Regions from separate parts of the Mus musculus genome. Here regions 1, 2, 3, 5, 6 and 7 are each linked to region 4. A link is a contact called in public HiChIP or PLAC-seq and promoter capture Hi-C data. All regions are on one chromosome and are shown on one strand. Each heading gives the region's core, a stretch centred on a gene start, on an enhancer-like site or on the middle of the called end of the contact. The rest is flanking DNA. Distances are from core to core; before and after follow the strand shown.

Evidence for each region. Promoter capture Hi-C pulls out the DNA fragments that hold promoters and counts their contacts. HiChIP or PLAC-seq counts read pairs in DNA pulled down with a chosen protein or histone mark. Capture Hi-C pulls out chosen DNA fragments and counts their contacts.
Region 1: a promoter capture Hi-C map of embryonic stem cells shows a contact between it and region 4, with 6 times the contacts expected there. The contact joins the promoter of Hpcal4 here to the promoter of Nfyc in region 4. A contact is called at or near these places in 4 of 39 promoter capture datasets (cranial neural crest, embryonic stem cells, frontonasal cranial neural crest and 1 more) and 1 of 115 datasets of contacts at active chromatin or transcription factors (embryonic stem cells).
Region 2: a promoter capture Hi-C map of adipose tissue shows a contact between it and region 4, with 2.6 times the contacts expected there. The contact joins the promoter of Cdc20 here to the promoter of Nfyc in region 4. A contact is called at or near these places in 4 of 39 promoter capture datasets (liver, maxillary cranial neural crest, neutrophils and 1 more), 2 of 484 Hi-C or Micro-C datasets (B cells and CD8 T cells) and 1 of 9 other capture datasets (adipose tissue).
Region 3: an H3K4me3 HiChIP or PLAC-seq map of stem cell-derived neural progenitor cells shows a contact between it and region 4, with 5 times the contacts expected there. The contact joins the promoter of Trit1 here to the promoter of Nfyc in region 4. A contact is called at or near these places in 9 of 39 promoter capture datasets (the C10 cell line, cranial neural crest, embryonic stem cells and 6 more), 7 of 115 datasets of contacts at active chromatin or transcription factors (astrocytes, embryonic limb bud, embryonic stem cells and 2 more) and 2 of 9 other capture datasets (embryonic stem cells and macrophages).
Region 5: a promoter capture Hi-C map of pre-B cells shows a contact between it and region 4, with 5 times the contacts expected there. The contact joins the promoter of Heyl here to the promoter of Nfyc in region 4. A contact is called at or near these places in 9 of 39 promoter capture datasets (the C10 cell line, cranial neural crest, embryonic stem cells and 5 more) and 1 of 115 datasets of contacts at active chromatin or transcription factors (large pre-B cells).
Region 6: a contact with region 4 is called in a promoter capture Hi-C map of adipose tissue, with 2.6 times the contacts expected there. The contact joins the promoter of Dph2 here to the promoter of Nfyc in region 4. A contact is called at or near these places in 1 of 39 promoter capture datasets (pre-B cells), 1 of 115 datasets of contacts at active chromatin or transcription factors (astrocytes) and 1 of 9 other capture datasets (adipose tissue).
Region 7: an H3K27ac HiChIP or PLAC-seq map of large pre-B cells shows a contact between it and region 4, with 5 times the contacts expected there. The contact joins the promoter of Bmp8a here to the promoter of Nfyc in region 4. A contact is called at or near these places in 3 of 39 promoter capture datasets (cranial neural crest, pre-B cells and stem cell-derived epiblast-like cells) and 1 of 115 datasets of contacts at active chromatin or transcription factors (large pre-B cells).

The regions. Positions count from the first base shown.
Region 1 is chr4:123,181,987-123,184,925 of GRCm38.p6, forward strand. It overlaps Hpcal4 (hippocalcin-like 4), which reads left to right and starts at 1,518. Exons shown (of 5, transcript NM_174998.4): 1 at 1,518-1,638; 2 at 1,767-1,870.
Region 2 is chr4:118,435,715-118,438,668 of GRCm38.p6, forward strand. It overlaps Cdc20 (cell division cycle 20), which reads right to left and starts at 1,629. Exons shown (of 10, transcript NM_023223.2): 1 at 1,227-1,629; 2 at 980-1,128; 3 at 796-892; 4 at 546-674; 5 at 255-451; 6 at 63-157. The coding sequence starts at 1,407.
Region 3 is chr4:123,015,161-123,017,901 of GRCm38.p6, forward strand. It overlaps Trit1 (tRNA isopentenyltransferase 1), which reads left to right and starts at 1,433. Exons shown (of 11, transcript NM_025873.3): 1 at 1,433-1,623. The coding sequence starts at 1,450.
Region 4 is chr4:120,824,351-120,827,050 of GRCm38.p6, forward strand. Nfyc (nuclear transcription factor-Y gamma) reads right to left here and starts at 1,391. Exons shown (of 10, transcript NM_008692.4): 1 at 1,180-1,391.
Region 5 is chr4:123,232,284-123,235,068 of GRCm38.p6, forward strand. It overlaps Heyl (hairy/enhancer-of-split related with YRPW motif-like), which reads left to right and starts at 1,273. Exons shown (of 5, transcript NM_013905.3): 1 at 1,273-1,663. The coding sequence starts at 1,584.
Region 6 is chr4:117,890,676-117,893,375 of GRCm38.p6, forward strand. Dph2 (DPH2 homolog) reads right to left here and starts at 1,328. Exons shown (of 6, transcript NM_026344.3): 1 at 1,035-1,328; 2 at 640-752; 3 at 220-443; 4 at 1-26. The coding sequence starts at 1,181. It also overlaps a transcript of Ipo13 not described here.
Region 7 is chr4:123,341,884-123,344,738 of GRCm38.p6, forward strand. Bmp8a (bone morphogenetic protein 8a) reads right to left here and starts at 1,369. Exons shown (of 7, transcript NM_007558.3): 1 at 501-1,369. The coding sequence starts at 825.

The DNA of each region.
Region 1 (2,939 bases), core at 268-2,767, 2.4 Mb after region 4:
CACTCTTGCTTACCACTTGAGGGTTTAAAGCACGGAAGGTACCCGAGAAGGACTTAAGGCTTTTAAGGAACTTCATGAGTCACCAACCAAAGATGCCATGGATGTATCTCCTCTTTGACTCGAACACGGAGCTCCCAACCGTATGCTGCAACCCCAGAGAGAAGGCATATCCAGCTGCTAGAACGGGACAGCGCAACTGGCTTAAGAGGAAATGGATAGCTCTCATAAGGAAGACGCGGGTCCTACTGGTTTCCCCTGGCTGTGCTTTGTTTGGGAGTTTCTAAGACCAAATCTCCAAAAACCGGTTCTTTGCCTGTCCTTAGTCCCCCAAACAGCGCTCATCTCCACCATTTGCTGCCTGGACAGAAATCCGGCCTCTTCTGCATCTGCAATCCCATTTAACCAATCCCCCACGCGTCCCGCCCCCACTTTTGGTAGATCCCTTGAAGTCCCTCCTCCGCACGTGGCCCAGCCCAGGGATCTCTGCTCCCCTTTCGCCCTGAGTTTGGCGTTAGAGCTCTTTCCCACCACCTTGGGTTGTGAGCTCTCAGACACCAGTACATCCGTGGCGACTGAGCGGGCTGTGACGAGACCCCCAAGTGCGGAAAGGAGGTGTTTTCGCCTCCCTGAAACCTTCCAGACCCGTTCAGTGTAAACCGCCTCTGGTTTGTGTCAACATCCGAGGCCGGAGACTGGCGGCGGCTGGGAACCGGCTCCATCTAAGCGACGGGAATGCGGGAGGGTGGGGAATGGAGCAATGCTTGGCGTACTGTAAAGGCTCCTTCTGGAGGAGAACCAACAAGTCTTTTTAGGGGTCCTCGAGAAGTAAGGATAGAGCCTGACAAGAGATCTGACTTAGAGTTGTGGGGGTGGCTGGAGGGAGCCCACGCCCTCGTGTGTCTAGGTAGAGGATACTTCCACATCCACCCAGCTCGTGCCGCACCCACCCTCCCCTCTGCTAAACGGCGGGAGAGGAGTGGGTGTGGAGGGGCACTGGTGCAAAGCCGCGAGTTCTTGACCACCCCATCTCCCCTTTTCCACCTTGCCACTCCGCAGCTCCTCATTGATCCCCTCCAGGTACGGGCAGGACAAGAGACGGGGTCGCATCTTATGAATCACCCCCTATCTTACCCCCACCCCCGCTGGGGCCCAGGAAGAGAAGGCTTAGAAATTCAACTGTGGTTCTTCTGTTCCCATAGCAACGGTGCGGTTGTTTTTTGCGAATCCACTTTAATCATCGGTACTTTTCGCTCCAAACTGTGACCCAGGCTCTGAGCCTCAGGGTTGAGGAACAGATGGGGGTACAGCCCTCTACAATCCTGGCGACTCCGGGAAGGTCAGCGCGGGCGGACGGGCGGGGCGCGCTCTTGTGGTAGCCTAGACTCACAGGCCACCCCATCCCCACCTGAAACCCTGCCTGTCACTCGGTGCCAGCCGAACCAATCGATGTCCAAAGTTGCTGAGAGGAGGCGGGTCTTATGCAAATCGTGTCGCCTTCGAGAAGCAAATAGTGATACAAGAACTGGGGAGGCGGCTCCGACGCGGACCCTACAGAGCCTGTCGTCCGCCTGATAGCCAGCCTTGTCCCCGCGGCCGCCCAAGCTCGGAGCCATCTAGCGACTCGGCGAGCGGCCTCAGGTAATGAGGGTGGGGCCGGGCCCTAGAAGCAACCTCGCGGGGCGGAGGCCCTGAGCCCCTCCTCCTCCGCCTTCCACTCCCATCCTCATCTGCTCAGATCCATCTTTCTGACCCTGGGTCTGTCATAGGTGGACAGCCATCTGGGAAGCCCGCCTTGGGCCAGGAACTTTCACTTCAAGCCGGGTCTCCAGTTCAAGAAGGAGGTACAGCTGCCTCCTTACCCCCAGCTCAGGTAAGAACAACCATTCCTCTGGCTCCAGTGCAAACACACGCGCACGCGCGCGCACACACACACACACACACACACACACTCTTACTTGGGGGTGTGTGGTGTCACTGGTGCTAGAAGAGAGGTTTCAGTCACCCTGTGTTCTCTTGCCTCTAGAACCAAGCCTCATGGAAACCTCTACTTGGAGGTAGCCCACACCGACACCAATAGTTCACTGTCATTCCCATCTCAGGGTCTTGTTCCCCAAAAGACCTCGATAGCAAATTCATTCTCTGACTACACTCTCTCTGCCCCTTATGCTGACAGCTCACAGCATACCTAAGGAAAGGATGAAGACCCCTGAGGCTCCTACTCCAGACCCATTCACCATCTCCCTTCTAGTAGCCTCCCAACTAGACAGGGGTTCCACACTCTTCTTCCTTTATCTTGCTTGGAGCATAAACCAGGGTTGCTCCTCCCAGAAGACCACCCCATAGCTCTAGCCTTTAAACCTCATCATCCCTCACACAGGAACGCACCAGGTCCTCTCTCTGTAACCCGGTCTTCTCTGTTCCTTTTGTGCCTGTTGCTCCCTCTCTCGGCTTCCTGTTGTTTGCAGAGATGAAGCCAAAGATGAGTCCATGTGGGCTCATTTTCTCCTTTCCCTATGTCTGAATGAGAAAGCAGAAGAGTGCAAGCCTTGCCTTCGCCTCGATCTCTGCTTGACTTTAGCCAAGGCTTTTCCCTCTCAGATTCTTCATGAGATAGGCAAAGAGCAGGACAGAGGAGGGTTCGATGAGATGGTCTTGAGTAGCCTTCCAGGTCTGACATATTCTGGTTCCACAGCTGATTACAGGAGAACAAAGCCCTGTTCAAACCATTAGGATATTTCTCAGAGGAGACCTGAGAGGCCCCATCCATCACTGTAGGGACATCCTTTTCACTCAGGCCAAGGTTCAGGCTACTCCCTCCTACATATCCTACAGCCTCATTCTCTTAGGGGCCTTTCCAGACCACCAGGCCACCCTGGCATGAAAGCTCCAAATTATAGGTGGTCAACACAGCTCACCTTGTATGAGTCACTTTTGCCTTT
Region 2 (2,954 bases), core at 379-2,878, 2.4 Mb before region 4:
AGATTTAGTTCCGGATGGCAGAAACCGGAAAGGTTCTGCTATAGACTGGGAAAAACACCGACCTGGATAGGATATAGCTGTTCCAACTGAGGGAGCTTACTCGAGCGGAGTGACTGGTCATGTTTCGAAGTCGTTTCTGCTGCTGCACATCCCAGAGCTGCAGAGGAATGACCACAGGGTCACAGATGTAAGGTGGGCAAGCTCCCCCCTGAGCCCAGTGACCACAGAGCCACAATACAGGCAACCAGGCTCACCTGGACCTCAGCATTGCTGGTGCCTACAGCTAGGTAGTTGCCCTCCTTGATCCAGGCCACCGAGGATATGTAGTCTCCAGGCTGCTCCATTTGCAACAACTGCAGGATGTCACCAGAACCAGCGTTCCATAAGTACACACTGTTGTCCAGTGCCACAGCCAATACATTTCCAGAGCTCCAATCTACAAGATTCAGGTCTGCCAGGGGAAGGAAGAAAACATGAGGTCCTTTGTTGGACTGGTCCATTCCTAGGCCATCTTTCTCCATCCGCAAAGACAACAGTGCACTCACAGTAGTCATTCCGGATTTCGGGGGCATCAAGGATCCTGTCTGGCAGAGAAGGGATGTATCTGCAAGTCTTCCTGCTGGAGCCAGGCGTGGCTTTCTGACTGTACAGTACTTTCAGTCTGTTCTGGTAGCCTGTGGCAAGAGAGTGGGTCTAGACTTGGAAACTGATACCCATCCACATGTGGAAAAGCAGCCACATGTCTCCCCTTAGGAAGGACTGACACCAGCCTCGATGATGTCACTCACTCCTTACCTTCTGGGGCATTCTGAGGTTTGCCGCTGAGCCTGAGGATCTTGGCTTCCTCCACATCAAAACCGTTCAGGTTGAGAGACCAGGCTTTCTGATGCTCCTGAAATACACGGCAAGTGAGGGGAGGAAGACCGGTATCAGCCAGGGGACAGACACCTCAAGTCTCATGACCCCTGTGGAATCATACCTTTTTGGTGGGCGTCCCCCTGTCTTCCGGCTGGTTTTCCTTGCTTAAGAGGAAGCTGGCCACCTCCATTTGAGAAGCACTGCGTTGGGGGATAAAGCGGTCACCTCCAGGTTTGCTAGGGGTGGTCTGAACCTTGGAACTAGATTTGCCTGGGGGCAGGGAGAGAGAAGTCAGACAGCCTGACGAGGCTCCCGGAGGGAGCATGAAGACGGACTCTCAGCGATTCCAGCTCCCTCCACCCACTCACCAGGAGTTCGGCCCGGGGTCCGCCCGGCGCTGTGTGATCTGTTGGCGGCCCGCATGGGCGAGGGGGCTGGGCCTGTGGCTTCCTTTGCTTTGCGCTGCCAGCGCGCAACCGGGGCATTGGGGATGGGTGCGTCCAGTTGAAGCAGTGAGTGCAAATCGCTCTCGAACACGAACTGCGCCATGGCACCGCTACCGGGGCGAAAGGCGACCAAGCGCGATCCTCGCCGGGCTCCTGGGCTCCGCCTGCCACAGCTCGCAGCAGCCCGGTCCCTCTCCGTACTCAGCTCTCCCGAACACAAACCCCCAGCTCCTCGCAGCGCGTCAGTGCGCCTGCCGAACGCGTTCTTTTCCAGACAAGCTAAGGACACGCCGGACTGTTGTTCTTAAACTCTCCGCTGCTAGCGTTCATTGGCTCCTTCAAAACCCAACTGTCTTAACCGTCGCCCTTGCCGATTGGTCGCTACACTGAAGAGGGCCGGGTCTTCCGGGAGCAAATCTCACGAGAGTGCGACGACCAAGCATTTGGAAGGAAATCCCGAACCCATCTCTGGGAGCCTTCGTCCCTGCCCGAATCGGAGCCCGAATCGGAACACGGGGGCGGGTCCCGCACAGTTAGTCCTCGGGATCCGCTCTCTGCCGGCCATCTCTCTGGGTTGGGCCCGGCAGTTAGAGCATCTGGGAATCTTTGAAAGGTCACATCGAAGCCTGTGGGTGGTACTTAGGTCACACGTTCACACATACACACATTCTCTCTCTCTCTCTCTCTCTCTCTCTCTCTCTCTCTCTCTCTCTCTCTCTCTCTCTCTCTCTCACACACACACACACACACAGAGAGAGAGAGAGAGAGAGAGAGAGAGAGAGAGAGAGAGAGAGAGAGAGAGAGAAACTCAACCTCAACCCGGAGGACCCAGTTGGTTAGAGACGGTGGGGAGGTGGCAGTCTGAATGGGGAGGGCGCCTGAAACCCTGCTAGGAAGGAAGTATGCGGACCAGTGTGGGGTTCTGCAAACACAAAGTGAGAGGAAGGGGTGTGTGTGTCAAAACAATGATCAGAATTCCAGCCTTTCGTCGTGAAGATTAGGTTAGGCTGTTCTTGGGGACATCACATCCTGTGGAGGACTCCCGTGGGACTTAGGATTCTTCAGAGACCTAGAGATCTCCTTACCCCCGTTGCACATAATCTGCCAGAGCGACACCCATTTTGTTTGTTTCAGACAAGGGTCTCACTATGCAGTCCGGGCTGGCCTGGAATTCACCTTGTAGAAAAAACTGCCCTGGATCTCAGAGATGCGGTGGAATTTAAGGCGTGTGCCACCACGCTGGGCCAAGAACCTGGTTATGCTGATAGAAAAACCAAGGTGCAATACAAGAAATTAGCCCAAGGTCATAAAAAGAGGTTGGTAAGAATCCAGGTCTGGGGCCTGGAGAGATGCCTCAGTTAGAACTTCTTGCTCTTCCACGGGAAGAAAATTTGGTTTTGTCAGGCAGCGCACAACTACCTCTAACTCCAGCTCCAGGGCATCGATGCCCTCTTATGGAACCAGCATACAGATGGCACACAAACACACCCCTCCTCCCCGATAAAAATAAATTATTTTAAAGCGGAAAGGAGGTTAGAAAGATGATGGCTTAGCTGTTATCGCTAGATGCTCTTCCAGATTACCTAGGGTTCAGTTCCCGGCGCCCAATATAGGTATTCAAGATCTATTACTGTAGTCCCAGGGGATCCA
Region 3 (2,741 bases), core at 183-2,682, 2.2 Mb after region 4:
CATCCTCAGACCCCTTAAACTGCCCAACTAGCTAGAGGTTAGCAGAAGGGGTATTTAAGCATCTTTACACGTTATTGAAAGATTCTCTGCCCTTAGGCTTTTGCTCTTACTTATTTAGGGAGGCAGATGGGATTGTACAATTATAATAACACAAACTGTTTAACAAATGGTGGTTGTTATGTGCCAGTGCATTTGAAGCAAGCACTTTCCAGACATTATTTCACCTTTTCCTTATGGCAATCCTTGGAAGAATGGAAAGATAAAATTGCTGAGGTTAAGAGGTGAAGTAAGGGTCTGAAGTGTGCTCAGCTCAGTGCTAGAGTGTATATTCAGCACCCAGGGGGGGCCTGGGTTCAGTCTTCAGACAAAGAGAAAAAAAAATGCTGCTAATGGAATTAATTCTGATGAGAATTAATCAGCTCTCAGCTGATAAGTCTGAGAGCTGGAATTTGAATCTAGGTTCATCGGGTTCCATAACCATTCTTTCTTAATTTTAAACTTCAGTGTGTGTGGTGTGTGTGTGTGTGTGTGTGTGTGTGTGTGTGTGTGTGTGTGTACAGAGGTCAGCATCAGCTCTCTCCTTCCACATGCGGATCCTGGAGATTGAACTCAGGTCATCAGATCTGGCTGCCAGCAACTTTACATGTTAAACCATCTCTCTGGATTCTTAAAGCCATTTCTCAAAGTGGTGTGTGGAATCTTGAAGTCTGGCCATCCTTGATTCTGATTTTTCTTTCCCTCACTTGTATCTGCTTTACCCTTTGATTTTCTTCTGCTTCCTCTTCTAATTTTTGGGTTGTCATTCACTTGCTTGTTCTTTTGCTTTTAAGCCTATCTCTTGACTGCTTTATGCCAACGCAGAGCTTTGTCCTGCTTTCTGATTGTGTCTAAATGAGTGTGGAATTCAAACATTAGAGCCATGCTCTTGACTGAGAATTGGACAGATCTGATTTTGAAGAATGACTGAGAATCGGACACTCTCTGAGCTTATTAAATCCAACGCTAAGGTAGGCAAGTCGTTTCTCTGTCCATTTAATCATTGGTGGGTGCCTGTGCTAGGCACAGGAGACTCAGCAATGAACTAGTCAGAATGTGCTTCTTGTCTTTGTGAAATTAACAGCCTGTGGTAGAACTCAGACAATAAACCAGAGGCCAGTTATACAGTTTTATTCTTGAATTAATGCTATGAGGAAAAAGAATTGGGTGCCTGGACGCAATGTAGACAGAAATATTTTAGATGGGCTGCCATCTCTCCTTTGAGAAAGCAAGTCGGTGGGCTAATCTCAGCTAGTCGAAGGCAGTTACGTCATGGGCCTCCTAAGCTTGGTACCTTTGTCCCACAGTTTCCTCCTTTCCACCCTCCCCGCGTTCTGAGCCGGAGATCCGCGCCGGCGCACTGACTGTTGCCATGGGGACAGCTGCTTCGGCGCATGCTCAGATGCCTTCAAGATGGCGGCTGCGGCTGCTGCACGAGCAGTTCCTGTGAGCTCTGGATTCCGAGGCCTGCGGCGAACACTGCCACTTGTAGTGATTCTCGGGGCTACTGGGACTGGCAAGTCCACCCTGGCTCTGCAGTTAGGCCAGCGGCTCGGCGGCGAGATCGTCAGCGCCGACTCCATGCAGGTATGGCAGCGTGCTTGGCCCGGGGGCCTGGGAACCCTGGAGGTCGCGTGCGGGCCTCTGGACTAGGGGACACCCTGTCGCGTGGCTGTAGTGGGTGAACCTCGAGGCGTATGGGGATCCAGATGAAAGGAACCCACACCTGCTAGGTACCCATTCCAATGGCAGACAGTGTCCATTGTGTCCTGTGATCGCTAAGTAACTTCTCAGGCCATTACTCTTTCGTAGATAGTACCAACAGTTTCATTTATGGATAAAAATGTTGGGGGCTGGGGAGGTGAAGTGACCTTGTGCGTGGCACATTGCAAATAAATGGAGGAGAGATAGTGGAACGTTTAAGGTTGACATCCGGTGAATTTCAGTAAGTTAATTATTCCCAAATTTTGCCATAATTCTAATTCTAGCCCAAGGTAAGTCAGATGCCACCTGTGAGTGTCTTCTTGGGCACTAGAGCAGTCAGAGGCAGCCACTGGCTTCGTGACTTCAGATCAACAGTGCCCTTTACTTGAATATTATATTTGTAAAGTGGAGGAAATGTCATTTGCCCCACAATCACAAGGCTAAAGTATTTAATAAGTGAGACATTGGAGTGTTACAGTGGAGAGAGGGAGGCCAGCTCGAAGGTCAGACATTGTGGTAAATATTGGCTGAACCTGAGGGCTTTTTTGTTTATTTGTTTTTGTTTTTTAATCCTTTTGTCCTCTTTGCGAGAGGACTTTCGGGGATGTAGGAGCATTTGAGCTAGAGAGTAGGTGACATTTTGGGTGAATGTGAGAAGAATTACAACAGCTGTTAGGCATGTTCAAAGGTGTCGAACATATACAACCAGTCGCAGAACTCATGGTTAGTAACCTAAAATTAGTAATTAATTCTTTGCCCCACTTTACCTCATAAGGCTCCTGACATTGTTTCTACCCTCATAATTTATTTTTCCATGATAAGATCATCAGCTTATACTAAAAGGTAAGGTAATGTAACAAATAGTTGTTTGCAGCCTGCTTTGTGCCAGCTTAGGGAGATAAAGAGTTTAGCTTGAACTGAATCTCAGCCAGATTTTTTTTCCCCCAACTTTTTGCTACATGAACAAAGATACCTTTGTTCCTTTGCTAAAATAGGAAGAA
Region 4 (2,700 bases), core at 141-2,640:
GAGGATGGCACTGCCAATATCTGTGTGACTGTAAAATATACTCATACACCCAGGTAAGCACGCGAAACAAGGTCTATTACTCCTGAGTTTGTCTCACCTGCCCTCTGAACTGAAAGTTAAGAGAGATCAATTTTAAGGGGGAAGTGGGGTAACTCAGTTGGTAGAATGTTTGTCTAGCAAGCACAAAGCTCTGATCCTATATTCTTCTTAGACCAGTGAAAATTTCATATATAACATCTCAAAACTAGCATGATCCCAAATCCTGTAACCCCCAACTTCCCAATTATGCAAATACATTCTACAGCTGACTTTCTGATTCTACTTAATGTAATGTTAAAATGGCATTCAGCCTCTAAAAGTTGATACACCTGTCCAGTGGGATCCGGCTGTTTACCTGTTTCCCACTCTCCATTTCAGAACCCAGAATGGAGTCTGGAGTTCTACACTAATCCTCCGGGTTTCAAAACCCAAATTCTTACAGCAGGCTCCCTAATCCGATTCTGTCCTTCTGGTCCTCACTCCCACTACTTCCATACCATGCACTCAGACTTCTACTCAGGGTCATTCCCAAGCTGGATCAATTTCCAAGTCTAGCACCCCTAGGTCTCGAAGACACTTCTGTTCCGTGTTTACAAAGCAGGGGCTTGCACACCCCATCTTGTAGTTGACCGTGCCTCTGGTATTAGTAGTGACCCCTCCCCGTTGCAGGCCACACGCCAGGCTACCACTCTCTTTCTCCTCTGGGCCTCCGGCTCCGTCCCGGAGACTCCCCGCCACGCTGGCATTAGAGGGACCGTCGCCCTGCCGCCAGAGCCTGAGCAGCTAGCATCCCGACAGCCGCCAATTCCTTCATCACCCCCCAGGCCGGAGCCGGCGTGACCAATAAGGTGCCAGGTCCGCGGCCTCCCCGCCGCCGACCAATCACGAGCGAGCCCCCCCGCCGTCGCCTTCCGCCAATGGGAGAAAGCCCGCGGGCCCAGGCGCACGGACCCCGCGAGCGCAGCCGCGACGACAGCGGCGGGCCCGGCGAACACATAACATGGCGGCGGCAGAGCCGACCGAAGTGCAGCGGCGGCCGCAGAGGGAAGGGAGCTCTCCGCCATTGGCGGGAAGCACCGCCCTCACTGCCGGCCGCCCCCTCTCTCTCTCCCCTCCTCACCCAAGCTTTCATACACTCACAGGCCTCTACTCCGGCGTCCAGCGAAGAAAGCAGCCGCCCCCGCGCTGCTGCGCCGTCGGGCAATGCAGAGGCCCGGGCGCGGCGGAGGGGAGGGGGAAGCGTGCGTCACGAAAAACCGGAGCGCGTGCGGAGCGGGGGCGCAAACAAGATGGCGGCCGCGCCGTTTGTACCGTCTCCCCTGCCCCTCCCCCCACTCCGCGCCTCGACTCCCAGCAACGCGTAGTGCGCAGCGGCTGAGGTGCCTGAAGTCTCGCGAGAATTGTCTTGCCTGGCCAAGCGGGATAGTGAGAGCGGAGACTTTTGGGGCCCCGCCCCTTCCCAGGGGCGCGGGAGGCGTTTCTCGGTGACCTCCGAGGACGTTCTATATCCTTGAAGCTCTCAGCTAGGATGCGCTCGCTTCTGGGTTTTAGGAAATAGTTTTCCGTGTTTTGTTCTTCAAGGAAATGAATGGTAGGGAGAGAAGAACTTCGCGGGCATGGAAAATTTAAAAAGCCGCCTGGGGCTCAGCAAACCGGACGACCTGAATTCGATTCTTGGAACCCAGGATGGACCAGAAGAACAGAGTCCTGAAAGCTGAACTCTGATCATTAATGTGCGACGCGCGCGCGCACACACACACACACACACACACACACACACACACACACACACACACCAGTAAGTGAAGAAATAAAATTTCCAAACAACCAAAAAGGTGACATTTTAAAACGTTAAAATTGGCATAAAAAGGGCTGGAGAGATGGCTCAGTGGTTAAGAGCACTGACTGCTCTTCTGAAGGTCCTGAGTTCAAATCCCAGCAACCACATGGTGGCTTACAACCATCCGTAATGACATCTGATGCCCTCTGGTGTGTCAGAAGACAGCTACAGTGTACTTACATAAAATAATAAATATTTTTTTTAAAAATTGGCATAAAAAATTAAAGAGTTGGGAGGTGGCTCAGTAAAGTGCTTCCTACAAGCATTAAGACCTGCATTAGCCCCCCCAACACTCCATAAGCCACTAGCACAGTAGTCTCCCATACCTGAAAGGCTTGAAAAGAAACCTGCCAGCCTAGCTAAATAAGCAAGCTCCTGGTTCAGTGGGAGGCCCAGTCTATACAAATAGGTTGGGGCCAGCGCGGTAGAACTGAAATTCCAGCACCTGGGAAGACGGAAGCAAGAGGGTCTGTGAGTTCAACGCCAGCCTTGTCGAGTTCCAGGACTTCCAGAATTACGCAGGGAAATCCTGTGTCAAAAAATAGGGTGAAGTTTCCACTGAAGACATCTAGATGTTGCCTTCTATGGGCGAATGCATTCCATGCAAATACATTAACACAATATGTATGGCTTGGTGTGGTAATACATGCCTCTAATCTTGGCACTTTAGGCTGAATATGGAAGCCAACCATTTTGGGGAGGTGGGGGTGGGGATGGGGAAGTGTAGTATTTCACAAGGCCTGTCTATAACTGGTTGTCCGGTGCTCATTATGTAGTCCACACTGACCTTAAACTCAGCTAAATCTTCCTTACTTAGCCTC
Region 5 (2,785 bases), core at 23-2,522, 2.4 Mb after region 4:
AATCTGCCAGCCCTTTCTCTCTCAGCCAATCACATAGAGCAAACAAGTATCTGCCTTTCTAGGAAATGCCTAGTGCACACATTGGGCACTCTTCACACTGGTTGAGGTTCTCACTGTTTTGGCAGGTGCCCACAGAAATTATGTGAGTGCTGAGGGCATTTGGAACAGGAGAATTGGTGCTTGCGGCTGCGGTGGCCAGCAGAGTTTCCTGATGGCGACCGTTCATGCCAGTCCTATCTGGTCATCTATGAGCATGATAAGTTTCTGTGCTTGGCCAAGTGGTTACGTGTGGGTCTGAGTGGCAAGAGGCCTGTTCTTTCCCATCAGGAAGTATCTGCAAGCAGAGCTGACTATGGTGAAAGTGTGTGTAGTCAGCTTCAGGTGACCAACCCCACTTCCCTACACCAAAAGCTGGCTTTCTTTTGTGCCTGTCCCAGTGAGCAGAACAAAGGGAGAGGACTCCTCTGGTGCCCTGCCCACCACACCCACCTCCACCATCTCCCTGCCGCCCCTGCAAGAAGTTTGCTCTCCTCCCTCAGCTTCCCTCTGCACTTCTCTGCGTACGATGACCTGGGAGGATGGCAGCTGAATCTCTAGGCACAAGGACAGGAACTCTCACTGACTAAATAGTTGTCTGTGGTCAGACAGGCTCCCCCAGAAAGAGAAGCCGAAGGCTCCTTTCCTCTCTTCCTCTCCCTGGTGCCTGCCAGGACAGCTGTCATTAAATGAACTGGGGTGACTCCCAGGGATACCCCACCAACCACCACACCCTACCTACCTTCTCCATTCCTGTGCTCCCTCCCACAAGTCAGAAGCTCAAAGATCTTGGCCACTGTAAAGTCAGCACTTGGGATGCAGAGGCAGGAGGGTCAGGGATCAGTAGTTCAAGGTCATCTTCTGCTACACATCAAGTTCAATGCCACTTTGGGTTCTATGACCCTGTCTCCCCTCCTCCAGCCTTCTCAGCTGGCAAGCAGCAGCCACCCCTTTGGGGGTTCACCAAAGGACTTCGAAGTTCTGAGCATCCCACAGTGCACGTAGCTTCCCCAATACACACACACACACACACACACACCACAAACTTTGGTCCCCTATAGAAGGAGTGACTGAAGAATTACTTCCAAGGGGTCACAGGCACCCCCAGTAACCTTTCCAAACCTATCTGCCCTCCCTGCATGCCCTGGAGCAGGAAGGTACAGGTCTGACCCTTATAAAAAGCTGAGGCACTGCAAAGCGAAGTCTGTCGCACAGAACTAGGGACAGATCCGGATTCTCTGGGCTTCCCCGTGGGGCCTCCCAGGGCACCTGCCCAAGGCCACCCAGAGCGCCAGCCCAGGCAGCGCCGGTGGAGCGGAGCCGGACCTCCCAGCGGCCGATGGGGGCGGTGACCGCCCGGGGCCTTCCCACGGTTCGGTGGCGCGTCACCGCGGGGGCGAGGGGGCGCCGGGGCGCCCCGGGCTGCGGTGCAGGAAAGGGCCCTGGGAAAGGGCGGCGTCGGCTCCCGGGCCGGGGCGGGGCTGAGGCGGGGCCCAACAACCAACTCCAGGGATCGCAGGGCTGGGACCCCGCAGCCAGCTTTCGGCATGAAGCGGCCCAGGGCGCCCAGTGGCTCCGACGGCGAGTCTGATGGACCCATCGATGTGGGTCAAGAGAACGATCTTAGGTAAGACAGGGTGGAGCGAGGGCCGTCCGGGGGTGAGAAAGTCCAGCACACTCAAGTTTGTGCGCAGCCCTCAGGTGTCAGCCAAGATGCGGGGGCGTGTGCAGCGACTCCAGTGCGTCCATAGCACCAATGCGGCAGATTCCTGAGTACCCTGAACCATAACACCCTGAACCAACTATGGTTCAGGGAGCTGGGATGGGAGGACAGTTCAGCTGGAGGATATTCTGTCGTTTGGCTACCCCCAGGGACGCCCCTGAGAAGTTTTCCTGCAGACCTAGGAAACCTTCATAGATGTAGATACCGCATTCCATTGCCCATAGTTTGTCTACTATGAAGACTTCTGTACTTTTCCAATTTCACTCTTCTTTGGGAACAGTTTTCACATAGTACACAAAAGGACTGGGGGCTGTGTCCTTTTCGCTTTGAGCATACTGGGATTTGTGTTTAGGTACTGAGGGAAATAATAGCCAACTTGCAAAAGCCTAGACTCCAATCTTCAGCACCCCTTCCACCAAACCACCAAGCCGCCAATGCAGTTTCTTTTTTGTTAAATAATCTAACTTCTAACCTGTGGAACAAACTGAACTTGTACAATCCTTGCTACCTATCAGCTCGGTGACTCCATAAGCTTCAGTTTTCTGGTCTATAAAATGGGTATACATGATGAAGCTAGCTTCATAGCGGGTGTAGACATCAAACGGAAGAATGTCAAGGCCTTAGCAGTAGTTCATGGTGAGTGCTTAGTGGTGTCAGGCTCTAAGTCTCCAGGCCTTGCCACCCAGCCCACAACCGCCACCAACTCACCTTAGAGCTTTTCCTTTCCTTCCCTTTCTTCTTTCCATTCTTCCTCCCCCTCCTCTTCTTCCTTCTTCCTTTTTCTTCATCCACTGCTAGGGATTGGATCCAGATCCTGGTGCATGCTACCCAAGTGCCCTGTCACCATGCAGTTCTGAGCCTTCGGTTCCCCTGCCTAGGCCTGTTTCCACATAGAGAAGAGGATGCGAATGGAAAGAAAAGGAACCGGCCTCTGGAGCAGGTGTCTCTCTTGCTCTACTAAACCTTATTTGTCTCTGACCACCCTGTACATGCCCCGGCACGTGCACACATACATAGAATGACTGT
Region 6 (2,700 bases), core at 78-2,577, 2.9 Mb before region 4:
TGGGAGCAGGAGCATGGCCAAAGGCTCTGAAAGAGGTGCATCAGAGTTGAAGTCTGGCAAAGTAAGAGATGTCTCATCCCCAGATGCCTCAATGTGACCCTAAAGGACAAGCCAGGCCAACTGAGGCCAAGAGCTCTAGGTAAGTGTGCTTAAATAGGAGGAATTAAGGCATGAAGCTGTGGACCCACCCTTCTTTCCCTCACAGGTATAATTTCTCACCTAGGGCATGGGCACAAGCTGGCTCACTCAGCAGTACCACCGGGGCTGTCGGATCTGGGTTCTGGGCTTCAAAGGCCTTTGCACAGAGCTCTAAAGCAACGGGTCGCTGACCAAGGACAAAGGTGATGGGCAGCTGCGAGGCTGGGGGGCTTAAGCAGGCAGGACCGAAGTGCACAAGGGCTTGAGCTCCAGCCTGCTCGGCGCCCAGCACATCCACACAGCAGCTGCAGGGGAGAGAGCATTGGTGAGAGGTGTTCCCTACCTGGAGAGAAGAGTTGTCATCAATGGGAAATGTGGCCAGTGGAGAAAATGGCACCAAGCTAGGAATTCACTGTGACTGAGGGAAGCTGGCATCAGGAGCTTCTCATCGTGCAAACACGGTCACTGGAGGCAGACACTGTGGGCTGGGAAACCCCATACCTGCCATAAGCTGTGTCCCCTAAAATGAACATCTTAGCTCCTGTGACTTCCTCCAGCCGGGCAGCCACCGCTCCCGCATCTCCTAGTAACTGGTCAGGGAACTGCAAAGTCACCTGTAAATACAAGCCACAAGTCAGCGACAACCTCACTCCTCCACCAACAGCCTCTGCAAAAAAACAAAAAACAAACAAAAAAACAAACAAACAAACAAAAAAACCCACTAAACATCCCAAGCCCCTACTTCTAAGGAGGCAGCCAGCCCCACAGAGTTGTGGGTAATCCGTGCGATACGGGCGGATCCCGACCCAAAGTCCCAATCTCCGCAACCCATACCCAGAGGAGAGCCCGCGCCCCGCGCCCCCTTTTCGCGCCCCCTTCTCTGAACCAGACCTCACCCGCTGACAACCTAAATCGCAGACAAATTTCGTAACTCGCTCCAGCTCATACACGCGGTCCAGGTCTTCAGGAGGAGTGAACTGTCCTGGAACGCCCGCCTCCCGTTGCAGGGCTGCCTCCGCAGGGCTGCTGAACGTAGACTCCATTGGGCGCAGCTTGGGTGGGGTGAGATGCAGCTGCACCCTCAAAAGTCCTCGAGGTCACAGCAGCTCTGTTTGTGGATCCGGACCAACCTGTCCTCGGGTCCTAGGATCCAAACCGTACGCTTCCAAATTCCCGGCTCTCCACTACACATGGACCTACGGAGATTACTTCCGGGTTCAAGGACTTCCCACAGAGAACCAATCACTAGCCTCTCACTCAGGACCAATCGGAAGTGCCGCAAAGCCTTGTGGGTGTTGTGGTTCCACTGGCTAAAGCTTCTTCCCGGATACCCTAAGGCCAGCCTGCCGGTGCCCTCTAATTTCTAAGTCACTAATTCAGTGTGAGCAGGCGCTATCTGCTGATCATATTTAAACGCGCGCGCGTGTGCACGTATATACATACAGTGAGAGCAAGGGTCCTTATACAGCTCAGTTCTTCAGGGTTGGCTGCAAGCTCCCTAATCCACCAAGCCATCTTCACAGCCCCCAGAATCTGAAACAGGGTCTTGCTGTGTGACCGAGCTGGATCTCCCAGTACTGCATAATTTCCAACTCAGTGCCCACAGCTTGGGTTTGAATATTTGTGAGCAGGTACTTACTGCCAGACATCGTAAAATGTCTCTATGTCCTTTACTTTGCCTGCTAGAGAATTGTCCCACAACCTGTTGTCCTCACGGTCTGTCAACCAAACACTGACCCTTGCTAAGTTCACCAGTTCATCATTAGAAGCAAGAATTATCCCATATAGATAAGAAAAACAAAACCATGTCTGCTGGTTCTAGAAACTGGGCTTTAGAGCCCGAATTTATTCTCTCGCCCCACCTCCTTGGGACTGAACCTGGGGCCTCGTGCATGGAAAGCAACGACTCTCTGGCTGAGCTACATCCCACATTCTCCCACACGACTTCTTATCATAAGGAGGGATGGGAGAGGAAGACTCTCTTCACGTGATGCCGTAGGGAAAAAGGACTGAAAACATGTGGCGCATCTCTGCATCCTCCAGGAGAGCTGAGAAATCAGGACTGTGGGAATGGGACTAACGGGGCTGGAGAAATGTTTCAGTGGCTAAGAGCACTTGCTGTGCTTGCAGTGGGTTCAGTTACCACCACCCACATGGTGGCTTATAACTATGTGCAACTCCAGTTCTAGGAGGTCCCTTTCCTTTTTTTTTGTTTTGTTTTTTTTTCGAGACAGGGTTTCTCTGTATAGCCCTGGCTATCCTGGAAGTCACTTTGTAGACCAGGCTGGCCTCAAACTCAGAAATCCGCCTGTCTCTGCCTCCCAAGTGCTGGGATTAAAGGCGTGCGCCACTACGCCCAGCTTTTTTTTTTTTTTTTTTTTTTTTTTTGTCCCTTTTCTAATACCTGCAGGCAACTACACTCAGGTGGTGCGCAGATATAAACTCAGCCATACACACATACACATTTTTTTTTAATTGGGACTGAGGAGCGGGATAAATAATGAAGTGGAAGACACTGATGCTACTAGCTGGCTGAGGAAGACACTGGATGGAAAAGAATGA
Region 7 (2,855 bases), core at 119-2,618, 2.5 Mb after region 4:
TAGAGCCCAGGCCCACAGGACTACAGTCATGTCTGAGTCTGTCCACTCCACCTCCTGACACTGCACCCCACCCAGTCACCCACAGAAAGAGCCCGCTGTCCGGGCGTGAGGGTCAGCTCTGGTCATTTTGATATGACCACAGGTTTCCACACTGAACTTTGTCCCTCCCTCTCTTCAGGGCTGCGTTTATCACAGTGACAGCATCACGGTCTGGTTACTCATCAGTATACCCAGGACTGTTTTCCGATGCTACCTAGGGGACCTGGACATCTCCAGATCCCAACTCCTGGGTGCCTTAGTGGGGCAAAGACCCTGGGCACAGGCGCAAAAAACGGACCTTCCAATCCTGATCTCCTGCAGTCGCCCCTCCCTGTGGTTTTACTGAACCATGGCTCCCTGTCCCAGGGGCCTTGTATTACCCGAGGGCATCATCCCCCGACAGGCGGCCACCCTCTCCTCCACCTACCGCCCCATCCGGATCCCTGACGCCCTGCACTCACCCATGTTGACGAAGCTCATGACCAGGTCGGCACGGCCTAAGTGAGCCTGTGGTGGCCCGCCGTCGTCGTCATCGGTCATGGCGTGGTATAGGTCCAACATGAAGAGGGGCGCGGACGCTGGCTGCCGGGCAGCGGCGGGTTGTGCACGGGGTCGGGGCCGTCCCGGTAGCCCGAGCACCGCCAGGATTTCACGCTGCATGTCGCGGCGCTCGCGCGCTCCCAGGCGACGCTGGGGACAGGTGTGCGGGGGACGCGGACCGTGGCCGCCTCCCAGCGCGCACAGAGCAAGGCCCAATAGCCAGAGTGGCCCGGGACGCATAGCCATCTCGGACTTTCAGCCGGCGCGCATCCACTGGTAGCTGGTCGGGCTCGGGCGCTACGCCCAGACGGGGAGGACCAGACGGCGCACCTGTCGCTGGCAGCTTTACAGCAGCTGCTCACCACGCACTCGGCAGGCGATCGCCGCGTCGGTAGGTCCCTCAGAGCAACGTGGGCTCTCACGGCGCTGACTTGCGAGTGTCCGCAGGAGGACTTTGGTGGCAGCTCAGACCGCCGAGCGCTCTTCCTCGGCCCCGCCCCTTCCCCGACCAGCCAATGGGATCACGGGGGCGGGTCCGAGTGCGGAAAGACGCCTGGGGATGGTCGCACTACTACTTGTGCGCGAAGTGGTGGGAGCCGCCTGGTGCACCCGTAGGTGGGAACGAACGGGCTGAAGAGAGGCCTTTAAGGGTGTCTTGGGTCCCCATCCAGCTTCCGGGGCTCATACCTGGCTACACGAGGAGACATTGGGGCCTCTGAAGCAGGCACCAGGGTGGGATCCTGAGTCCCGGAGCAGCGGTAGGACCCGTAGTGTCTCACCTTCTGCTCTGGAAGTCTCTGCATGCGCCCCTAGTTCCGGCCGTCGGGGCGGGGCGGGTGCCAGCAGTGCAGCGAGGGTGGGGCACACATTCCGTTGCCAGCAGGAACCAGGGCCCAGCCCCCGCTACTCCTCCGCTCCAGACTTCTTCTTCACCCAGCGGTTCCCTTTGTAGATCCAACCCAGGATAGGGCTCTGAGCCTCCTGAAGTAGGGTCACCTTCGCTTATCTCATTTGTGACAACTCCCCAGGGGCTTGCAAGAAAGAGACCTTGCAAAAACTCCCTGACTGGTTCCGCCCCTTTATGCACTCCGGCCTCCCAAGGCGGCTGCCACAGCACTGATACAGACCATAAAGGTGTTGGTGTGGCTCAAGTGGAGCAGCGAAAGAGCTCCGGGAGGCTGGAAGGAATAGAACAGGAAAGACGGAAGTCAGTAGGAGGAAAGCACCCAGCAGAGGGACTGGCTGTGTCAAGACTGGGAGTGTCATAATGACAGGTAACAGGGCTTTCAGACCTATTAGTGTTTACAAGCCACTATAGGCACACAGCTGCCTCTTTTCCTTTTCTTCTTCCTTTTTTTACCCCTCTCTTTCTTTCTTAGCTTACACAAAGCAATTTATTAACAAAATAATTTTTGAGAAATTCTGTTCACAGATCACGATGATCCCCCTTCCTTCAAGTTCTGTCACACGGGATGGGAGTGACAACCTCAACCTGCCTAATCTTCACATTCCTGAACAAACAAGAGCGCTGAGGGTTGACTGGGCTCCAGATCCAGGGGGTCTTGGATCTGTTTCCACCTGCGGTCTGGAGTTTGATACGAGGGCAATGGCGCCCAGCTCCTTGCACCTCTGGTCCATATCGGTAACATCACTGAAGGATGTAAAGATACAGTAGACACCGAATACATTCTGTCCTTCAGCCACTTGAGGTCTAAGACCGATAGCTTGTTTTTTTCCTTCCCCTTGGGAGGTGCTATTTCTGAATGTCTTCTCCAGATTTCTATACCAGCCCTGCCCCGCTCTGAGGTAGGTTCTCACAATGTAGCATTGGCGGACCTGGAACTTGACCTATAGAACAGGCTGGCCTCAAACTCATAGATATGCCTGCCTATCCCTGCCTCTGGGATTATGGCATGTGCTACTGTGCCCCACAAAGGCTTAAAACAAAACAAAACAAACAAACAAACAAACAAAAAACCGGGAAACCTGAGTGCTAAGCACTTTACCTCAGGTCAGCCTTCATGTGGTTGTTTGGAATTGAATTTTTAGGACCTCTACTTGCTCTGGTCAACCCCTCTTGCTCTGGCCAACTCTGCTCTCTCTCTCTCTTTTTTTAAAGATTTATTTATTTATTGTATTTAAGTATACTGTAGCTGTCTTCAGACACCCCAGGAAGGGGCATCAGATCTCATTATGGATGGTTGTGAGCCACCATGTGGTTGCTGAGATTTGAACTCAGGACCTTTGGAAGAGCAGTCAGTGCTCTTAACCACTGA